2 separate regions of the Mus musculus genome follow, and region 2 is linked to region 1. A link is a contact called in public Hi-C data. All regions are on one chromosome and are shown on one strand. The core of a region is the stretch at or near the end of the contact, and the rest is flanking DNA. Distances in the headings are between cores, read along the strand shown.

Evidence for each region. Hi-C and Micro-C count contacts between places; a contact is called where the count stands out from the background.
Region 2: a Hi-C map of cerebellum shows a contact between it and region 1, with 2.5 times the contacts expected there. The contact joins two enhancer-like sites. A contact is called at or near these places in 2 of 484 Hi-C or Micro-C datasets (cerebellum and embryonic fibroblasts).

Annotation. Positions count from the first base shown.
Region 1 is chr12:26,531,665-26,536,607 of GRCm38.p6, reverse strand. No RefSeq gene overlaps it. Among named protein-coding and RNA genes, the nearest start is that of Cmpk2, 65 kb to the right of the region's middle. Within about 2 kb of position 1,922, at least 44 of the 459 cell types and tissues checked have an H3K27ac peak or open chromatin away from gene starts, as enhancers often do. A contact at or near this core is called in cerebellum, where this site is marked.
Region 2 is chr12:26,815,174-26,820,116 of GRCm38.p6, reverse strand. All of the region lies in intron 5 of 4933409F18Rik (RIKEN cDNA 4933409F18 gene), which reads left to right. Among named protein-coding and RNA genes, the nearest start is that of 4933409F18Rik, 17 kb to the left of the region's middle. Within about 2 kb of position 2,101, at least 2 of the 459 cell types and tissues checked have an H3K27ac peak or open chromatin away from gene starts, as enhancers often do. A contact at or near this core is called in cerebellum, where this site is marked.

The DNA.
Region 1 (4,943 bases), core at 673-3,172:
CCCAAGACTATCAGCCCAGAGATGGTCCCACCCACAAGGGGCCTTTCCCCCTTGATCACTAATTGAGAAAATGCCTTACAGTTGGATCTCATGGAGGCATTTCCTCAACTGAAGCTCCTTTCTCTGTGATAACCCCAGCTGTGTCAAGTTGACACAAAACTAGCCAGTACAATCTCAAAACATGTCTTTAACTTATAAAAGATAATTTATGAAAATGACATGAGTGGATTGTTAATAGTATAGATATGCTTTGTGCATGCTTTTTTGTGGGAGATATGGTGTATATGTATGTGTCTTGTTGGCATTCTGAATGCACGTGTTGTGGGTGAGTGTGGATGTGCTATAAGGCATGACGTACATGTATGTTGTGGGGAACTGGTATACATTTGGCAGGTTGTGTACCTCCATATAGGAAAGGGTGGATATGTGGTGGTAGGCAGATCTGTGTGTGATGTATGTTGTGATGTGTGGAATGGCATATGAGCATGTTCTTGAATGAGTGGTGTGTGTATATGTGTGACTTGTTGGTACTATGTGTTAGTGCACCTCTCACTGACAGCTCTGAGGAGTCTTAAGACTTCCTACTCCAGAGAAAGCATACCTTTCTAGAATGATCCTTGTGTGGTTACACACTTCATGAAATTGTGGTTAAAAGACCCTGGCTTTCCTCACCCCACCCCTTTTCCTGGAGATAGACACACCTTTTTCCTACTGACAACCTATAGCAGTTTCAACCTGGCGACAATTTCATTCATTCAATTTTGGGTTTTTTGCTCTAAAAATCAGACATTTCTGCAGTGAACTGTTTCCACCCCAACTCCAGAAAAAGGCTTCGCTTCCTGAGACAGAAGGCTCCGCCCCCTGAGACAGAAGGCTCTGCCCCCTGAGACAGAAGTCTCCACCTCCCGAGGCAGAAGGCTCCGCCCCCTGAGACAGAAGGATGGGCTACAAATCTGTCTTCCAAGCCTTCATCTCCTTTTCTTTTAGAAAGAACACAGCGACAGCCTTGCTCATAATGGCAAAGGACATAGGGATAAGTGTGCACGGCTGAGTAAATTAGGCCTCCTGCTCCCATGCCTGCTTGTTTAGATCCTTCTTTTCCCACACCGGGACAGAAGTCAGGTCTTTGGACATGACAGGCAAGCAAACCCTGTTCTACTTTCACTGCCATTAAAAGAGGAGGGGGAGGGGTGTGAAGGACAGGGTTAGGAGGCCAGCTGTTCCCCACCCCCACCCTTCACCTCAGAGAGTCCCTAGCCCTTCTCATCCCATTTTCTCATGAGCAGATGGCAACAGGGCTAGGAGTCCTCATGGAGGCTTAGGGAAGCCAGGATCCAAACACGGGACAAACAACCAGCAAAGCTCTAGTTGTTTGGTGTCCCACACAACCAAATTACTTGTGATTCTGATTTTAAAGCCACACAAATTAAAAAGGCATATAGATAGAGCCAATTTAGCCATCTGTCCAGTGGCCTCAGATCCCACCCAGAAGATATCCTAAGATAAGCCCAAATTTGCATCTGTTCTTGTGACTTCCAGAGAACAGCTACTAAGTCCAGATGTATGTCCATCTACTATGTAGCTCTCCCGGCCCATCCCCTGCAGACTTGATGCTGCTCACCTAGAGAAACCATCCTGCCTCAGGAAGTGTGGGAATGAGGAGACATGACTCACTGAGCCAATTAAAGTGGGAAATCCCCATTACTGATCAGGATCTGCCTGCTTGTTTCAATTAGGAGCAGCAGTGTCCCCCCTTTCCTTCCTAAGCAGAGGGTCCCGGGGCTGTGAGGAGATGGGTCTGGACTCCTTCGAGGGAAAATGTAAGAGTGCACAACTGGAGTCAGAAGTCTCACACTGGCTGGCCAGAGCTGGTGGAGGTCAGAGCTGCACAGAAATGTTTGAAGAATGCCCGTCAGGAGAAGATAAATGCTTCCTGCTTGCTGGGTGTGCTCTCCCTTTAACTCTTCTCAGTCCCATCTCTGTGAGACCCTGCAGCCCCTTGCAGCTGTGACCTCTCTAAACTGCCAGCCTCAGATGACTGACACTTCATCAATTTTGCCTGAACTGCATTTACAAGCCAGTCTCGGGAGGATTGGCCAAGTGCACCAAGCATGGGGGCATTTCCCTACCGGAGCCAGATTGCTGCAGAATGAGGGGGCTCTTCCCACCTTCTCCCAGTGGCCCGGGCAAACAGCCTAGGGGCCTCCCCGCCAAAGGGAATGAACGGACCTCTGATTATTCCTTGTAAATTTTTCATGAGGACATCTGCCCATGCTCCTCTCCCTCTGAGTACCTCTCTCTCTCAGTCTCTCTCTCCTCACCACCTCCCTCTCTGTGTTCTCTCTTCTCTCCTTCTCACTCTCTCCTCCCCCTCCTCTCTCTCCTCTATCACTCTCCCCACCCCCACTCAGGTTTCATCTCACCTCTAACCCTTTCTCCTCTCCTTCCTTCCTCTCCCTCCTGTTTTTCTCTCTCTCTCCTCCCCTCCTCCCTCCCCTCCCCTCCTCTCCTCCCTCCTCTCTTTTTTATGTCTCCCCGTTCCTACCTCCCCTTCCTTTTCTCTCGCCTCCCCCTTCTCCTCCCTCTTTTCCCTCCCTCCCTCCCCCTCTCCCTGTGTTCAGACTCCTGACAACTCATGAAAAACGAGAGTCATTGGGCCTCAGCCGCCATTAGTCAAGACATGCCTGATGTGTGAACGTGGACCTCAGGCTGAGAGGGGCCAGGCTGCAGGGACTGGTCCTAGAGACAAAAGACCAAGCCGGATGGATATTATAGATAGGTAGGCAACAAAGCCTTCTGGACCGGTAGGGTTGGTTCTGCAGACAAGGGGCTCTGTGCTTGTACATCAGTGTGGCCCAGGCTTTCCCCGATGAACACTCTTGTCTCCCTGGCTCCTTGATGTGGCTCCCTGATCGAGGGCAGAGTCCAAATCCAAACAGAGAGATTGGAGATACACACACACACACACACACACACACACACACACATATGGTGTCGAATGCGCCTTAAATATCAAAATATATTAACTCTCATGTAAGGAGTACAGGGGTGGGGAATAAGCCTCAAAATCCTTTTTTCTGTACAGTTCAAACTAAGGACCTACAGCTCTTTCTCATTACTGCGCCCAATCATGCCGATGTCCTTTTTGTGCCCCCTTTGAAGTGACATGTGCTTCAATTTATTTTTAATCTTCTAAGTGACGTCGGGACTGCAGCCTGTGCACACGTGAAGTCTCTGCCCTTCTTGGCTGTTGTCTAAAGCAGTTTGGGCCACAACAAATCAGGCACTCAGTCCAGAGAGAGCCCAGGAACGATCTGAGGCCGGGGAGATGCGCAAAAGTGCTGCGCAGAGGAGGCAAAGTCATTAATAAACCCTTCACCATACACACCTTCCCTACCTTTGTGTAGGTCCTGGCCCTGGTCCTTGGGGACCCGCCATGGAGACACTCTGTGGAGCAACAGTGCCACCCAGTGGACAGTACTGGCAAATGACTGTCCCTTCTCTCTGCAGTCTCCCTGGGCCCTAATATCACATCTTTAAGCAGTTTTCTACATGAAAGGAGGCCTGCAACTGATTCAAAGCCACCTTGCCTTGGAAACCTGAGCATGCCCATAAAAGGCAGTGTGCACAGAACATTGAGGAATGTTTTTCGTTATGTTGGGGGTCTACCCCCAGCAGCTACTCTGGGGGGGGGGAGGGTAAGGGGGGATGTCAAAGGAAAATAAAATTAAATATACTTTTAAATCATACTTAATTTACTAATCAGTTCAAATAAATATGTGTATATACAAATGTGTGTGTGCGTGTGTGTGTGTGTGTGTGTGTGTGTGTGTGTGTGTGATGTTTGTCCAGTTACAGTCTCAGTGTTTAGTTGAAACATAAATTACATTAGCCCAAGCTCTTGTAACCCTCAGTATTGAGGGAAAATGGCTGAAATATCATCATATTTGGAGTTAGGCAGTGAGGTCAAAGTCTTGCCTGTACATAGATCTCACTCACCTGATAACCTGGACGGTTTCCATTTCCCATCTGCAGTCTTCAGTCACCCAGAAGGAGGCTGACGTGACAGCCAACGGTGACTTGCCCTATGCCTGGCTAGGTTCTGACTCTGCCTATGATCTTGAAACCTTCCCTCCCCTCTCTCCTTGGGTATTCCCTTTTGTCTTCAAGCAGAATCCAGCCCTTCACCCCCTCCTGGAGCCTTTTCTCCTCACGCCTCATGAATGTTGGTGAGGTGAGCACATTACATGGGCTTAAAAACTCCTAGTGAATCCACTGGTTTCCAAACTCACATGCATCCCGGATTGGGAGGCAGAAAGCGTCCTACAGATAGGGAATCCAGCCAAGGCCTGCCTCTTTCTGAGTCATCTGCAGTACAGAGTGGACTTCTCATACATAAACAAAAAGGATGGTTAATGCTTATTTTAACCAGTCTGTTACTTGAAGCCTTTAAATACTGCCCTACGGCATCTTGTAGAAAACATCGTTTGGTGCAGACTTTAAATAACTTAATATAAAATCATCGTGAGGGGAGGAGCTGAAAATCATCAACTCTGTGAAAGAATGTGAAATATGACCTAAAGTACATTAGATCCAGATCATTAAAGTCATCAAGTCATCGTCTTTCTCGTCCCCACCCACTGCAATGACTGACTTTGCTTACTGCCGTCACACGCCCTGCAAGGCTCTCAGTTGAGGAACTGACTCCATCAGATGGTCTATAAGGCAAGTCTGTGGGGGCATTTTATTGATTGATGTAGAAGGGCCCAGATCACTATGAATGACACGGACCCTGGGAAGGTGGTCCTGTGGTACAGAGAAAAGGAAGCTAGGCAGAGGGAGAGTGGGCCAGCAAACAGTGCTTCCCCTGCCTCTCAGTTCCTGCCTTGAGTTTCCAGCTTGGCTTCCTCAATCGTGGACTTTGGTCCACGACCTTTGGTCAT
Region 2 (4,943 bases), core at 852-3,351, 280 kb before region 1:
TCTCTCTCTCTCTCTCTCTCCTCTCTCTCTGCATTTGTGTATTTGTGTAATCACACACACATATGTAACCAACATTGTATGCATTTAGAAAACACCCTGCCATACACAATGAGAAACAAACCATTCATTTTATCTCAGAACCACAGCTACACCAGAATTCATATTTGTGCAAGTCATTGTTAGGCTAAATAAGAAATATATCGGAGTCCTAACAAACTAGTTTCTGTTCAGAAATTGGGGACATGAGCTCTAACAACAGCTGGTGCATGTTCTACCACATGTATAAGTCATACAAAAAAAGGTATCATTGTAAAAAATAAAATTGTTTTAATATTAATGTCATCTTTCCATCATTGAATCAAATACAGTAAAAAAGAGGGAAGGGTCAGAGAGACAGTGTGATGACCTGAGTTCCATCTGTAGGACGTACACAGTGGAAGGAGAGAACTAACTCCACACTATCTTCTGACCCCCACACACACATACTAAATACATGAATGTTTAAAAAAAAAGCAACCATATTGATAAGACCAAAAGAAAGCAAACCTGAAAACATAAATAACATATTCCTCTTAGATATAAAAGAAAGGGTGGCTGAAAAACTATTTCTTGGGGATAAAAAACAGTGTTTAGAATTAGTTATTGAAAACTGAACAAGGGGAAAGAAATAAGATCTGAGTTGGTGGATATGAAAACAGAAATATGGGCTTGAGAAGGAACATGAAGACAATTCAACAGAAGTTTCTAGAAGGAATCTGGCATGTGTGTGTACATACTAACATGTGTTCACGTATCTGGAAGAAAATTAATGGACCTAGTCACTGCTTTAAGAAGAGAGACTTGGAAGTCCTGTGAGGAGACTTGATATTTAACACATATATTCTTTGTAACATTTAAGTATTTAATTTGACTATGTATTTTCAAGCACCAAATGTAGAAGATCAGCTAATAACCAAAGAAACAAGGAAGTTTATTGAGCAGCTACAAGAAGAAGAAGTAGTACAAGAGCCTACAAGGTTGTGATGAAACAGTTATACCAAAATTATGACTCATATCCAAAATAACATTAAGAATTTTGCTCTGTAAGCTACCATGATGAATCATCAGTTAAGAGCACTTACAACTCAACCAAAGGCCCAGAGTTCAAATCCTAGCACCCACATAGGGCAGCTAACAGCCACCTGTATGTCCCATTCCAAGGAATCTGATGCTACCCCTGCCCTCCATGGGTGGCCACGCACATACATTCTCATACACACATGCACAGACATTCACACACACAATTAAAATAATAAAATAAATCTTCAAAAAAGAATTCGCCATGTTTGATATATTAGCCTAAGCACTTCATATGAATTGTGGAGGTATATAGTCTTTTTCCCATTTGGCAAGTAAAAAATTCTTATACCTTTGTGTCGTTTTCATAGCCTTATTGCACCATAGGAGCTAAATTGGGCTGCTTTGCTATGTGCACAAATGGGAGGAGTTAGTTCTTACCTAGACCTTTCTCCAGTAGCTGGGAATCTATTCCTAAAGCCAAGGCAAAGATAACAGGAGACCATCCCCGTGACACTTGGCTGTATTTGTCAGGGCTGAGTCATAGACTTCTCAACAAGGTGAAGCCTCCTGCCTCTGGACCCTGTCATAAAGAGATATGCTACTTTGACTCAAAAGAAGAAAAGGGGTGTTGGGAAAGATATCTCCATCAGCAAGTAAGCAGAAACAGAACAACTCTGGGAGAGTCCTCCAGTGACCTCTCCCTCACATAGTGCATTTCAGTGGGAAAATAACACACTGGAAACCTGACCAGCCTGTACCAGAGGTGACTTAAAGACAGGAAGTTCTCGAAGTTTTGCTGTTACCTCAGCTGCCTTAGGTGCTGTTCTCTGGTGGGAATGAAGATCCAGGACAGAAATGAAAAGCGAGGAGAACAAAAGGGAAAGTAGGCATTGTGTCAAACACTGATGTCTGTCCATGGCTCCCATGTGCCCTGCTTGCTGCCAGCTCTGCTCCTGTGCCAGCTGGTGGCATCATCTGTGGTGAGGGCTGGAAGGGAACCCGTGTGTCAGGACACTGCCCAGGCCAGATGGAAGGAGGGTTGAAGATGAGAGGGGAGCCATGCATGGCTGGTGGAGCGGCCACTGTTCCACTTGGCTCAAAGTAGACATGGATGAAGGGGAGGCAGAGAGGATGGAGAGTCCCAGACACATTTCCCCAACTGGCCATCTGGTTCACCATCATGAAAATCCCACATTGTGTTCTCTAAGAACTGAGATTTGGAAAGTAGTTAGTTCAGAAAACTTTTTCTCTCTCAGATTTTTTTGCATGGACTGAAGAAGGTGTCAGCAGGTACATTTCTCCTCCAAGTTTAAAGTATTATATTTCAAAAACTGAATTCAGCATTCCAATTTTGTCATGTCAATAAATAGTTTTGAAAAAAAACGTTATTTAATCACACTTCTTGACTGCTTCCTCGAGACTGATATAGGCTATTGAACTCTGAATCTCCATTCGAGGGACTATTTTAAAGGAACAGGTCTTTGACACAATGAGGCGCTGACATGATATGTATTTTCAACTTCCCAATGAAGACGAGCACAATGAGGCATCCTTATACAAACATTCCCAAGAGTTCTTAACTGGTAATTTTTCAACTGCCTTAGCAAATGGCTCAGATGTGCATTACAGAGTGACTGACTGAGGAAGGGCTGACTCATAATTATCTCCAGCTAATGTGTACATTCAGGATGTAAAGCGTCTTCACGTGCCAACTGATGAGCATACTCCACAGAAGACGCAGTGTTGAAGAGTCATTTTTTGAAGCAGTTCAATAAGATTCTCCCACATCGTAGAGGATGCTGGACACCCTTCTCCTGGACTTTGAACATGCTCTTACACAGAGGACAGCTGTGTAGTCCACTGGCCATGGGAGCTGCAAGACTTCTGAGCTTCTACTGGCTACTTCCCACTACCAAAGGACGGGAGCCAAATAGGAATGGGGTTTTGCCTTTATCCCGGGCCCAGGGCTCGCCTTGTAGATGTGTCCTCGTGTGTTTTCATACATCTCCTACCTCTGGGAAAACACCAAACTCAGGCACTGAAAACTTGATTCTTGGGAAGAATCCCATTGAGGCATTGTGGTCCTAAAGCAAAGAACGATACCTTGGGCAAGGAAGGTGGCCCTGAGAGAAAGTGCATGCACTTATAAAGTGTGCATGTACAGAAGCATGTATTTGTATAAGGACAGGAATTTGATCCCCAGAACACACATTTGAAACAACCACCACAAAATGAACAGTGTTACTTATAACTCTGGTACAGTGGAGGAGAGGGGAGAAGGAACTCTGGACTTTGCTGGCCAATGGGAGTGGTGTCTAGTACCTAAGGAACAGTACCTAAGATTGTTGTTCACTGTCCTCTGTATATACACACACACACACACACACACACACACACACACACACACATACACACATGATAAGTAAACAATTTTATTTATATCTATTAAAAGGAAGAGGAGCCCCACCCCCACCCCAGCTCTTCAGTGACAGTCACAACCCCACTGCCAGGATCAAGAACAGAAGCCACATCTGATTTTTGTAATCCCAAATGCTAAACCTAAGTTCCCCAGATGTGTCTCAACTCTACGTGAAATTTGTTCTTCTCAAATATGGTCATTAAAGAAAGACTGGAACTGTTCAAAGCAAGGAGTCCCAAGCCCTGAAGACAGCTTGAAAACAAAGAAGGTACGTCATTTAGTAGGTGGCACAAAACATGGGAGGTCAGACCATGCTTAGGCTTGGCGCTGTATAGGAGCCTCAAGATGTCCATCTTGAATTGATATTTATTTGAATGTAAAAGTCCTGTTATAAACCTAAAATCTACCTTAATATTTTTCAGAAGAATATTCTCTGTTATTATATGCACATATAGAAAGAGCCAGGTACATGGAACCGTTCAGATTAGAGGCCCTTTCAGTGTGATTTGTGCATGTAATGCGACTCGGGCTATGTTTTACACATTTTAACTTAGATAAAAACTCAAATGTATTTTTCTAAGCCCCTCTTTCCATAATTCTTAATCCCACGTGCATTTTAAAGGAAATGAATTCCGTGTGTTTCTTATTCTGTACACTTAACTCGTCAAGCAATGCTTTGTAAGGAGCCTTTGATATCCAAGAAGCCCTTTGAGTCTTTTTATGGGACTTGTTAAGCCTTTCTCCTCTGAAACAGGAAGTCATGTTTGGCCACAACCAAAAGAACTCACATACCAAATGGTTTAAGTTCAACTTGAAAAGGCCACACCATGGGGCTCGGATGGTCGCAACATGGCAACATATGTTCTCTGCCCTTGGAGAAAAAGGAGGTAGGGTTTTGATCTCCTCCGGGGCCAAGAATAAAAGGGCATATATGTAAATGTTGGGTGATGGAGATATTTTAAGAAATAGCAAGATCATTTTAAAATTAAATATTAAACAATAAACCCTTACCTTTCTCGATGCCTGGGATTTTGTGTGCTGACTCTTGTGTATCTGTATTTATTTACATGTGTTTTATGAAGGGTGGCTGGGGTAGGGTGGTTAAAATGTGCACATGGCATTTTACTTACATCTGACTGCATTTGGGGCCAACTGCATAATCTGGTTATTTCTGATTTTTTTTTTCTTCCCACACGTTTCTTTCAACTCTCTGTGTTCCACTGTAATCATGATCCTCAGATGATAGGAGTAAATTCTTCAGGGAACTGGTCTCCTCCAGATCCATGGAGAAATTCCCACAGTTCATTTTCACAGAGACATCTGTGCTTACTCTCTGAATTGCTCCACTAGTTTGTCCAAGAGAGAGTGTTATGGGATGGAGGGGAAATCTTGAAATCATATATGCATACACACCCAAGACAATGACATAATATCAAAGGAGTCTAAACCAGGCTTAAGATTAAAT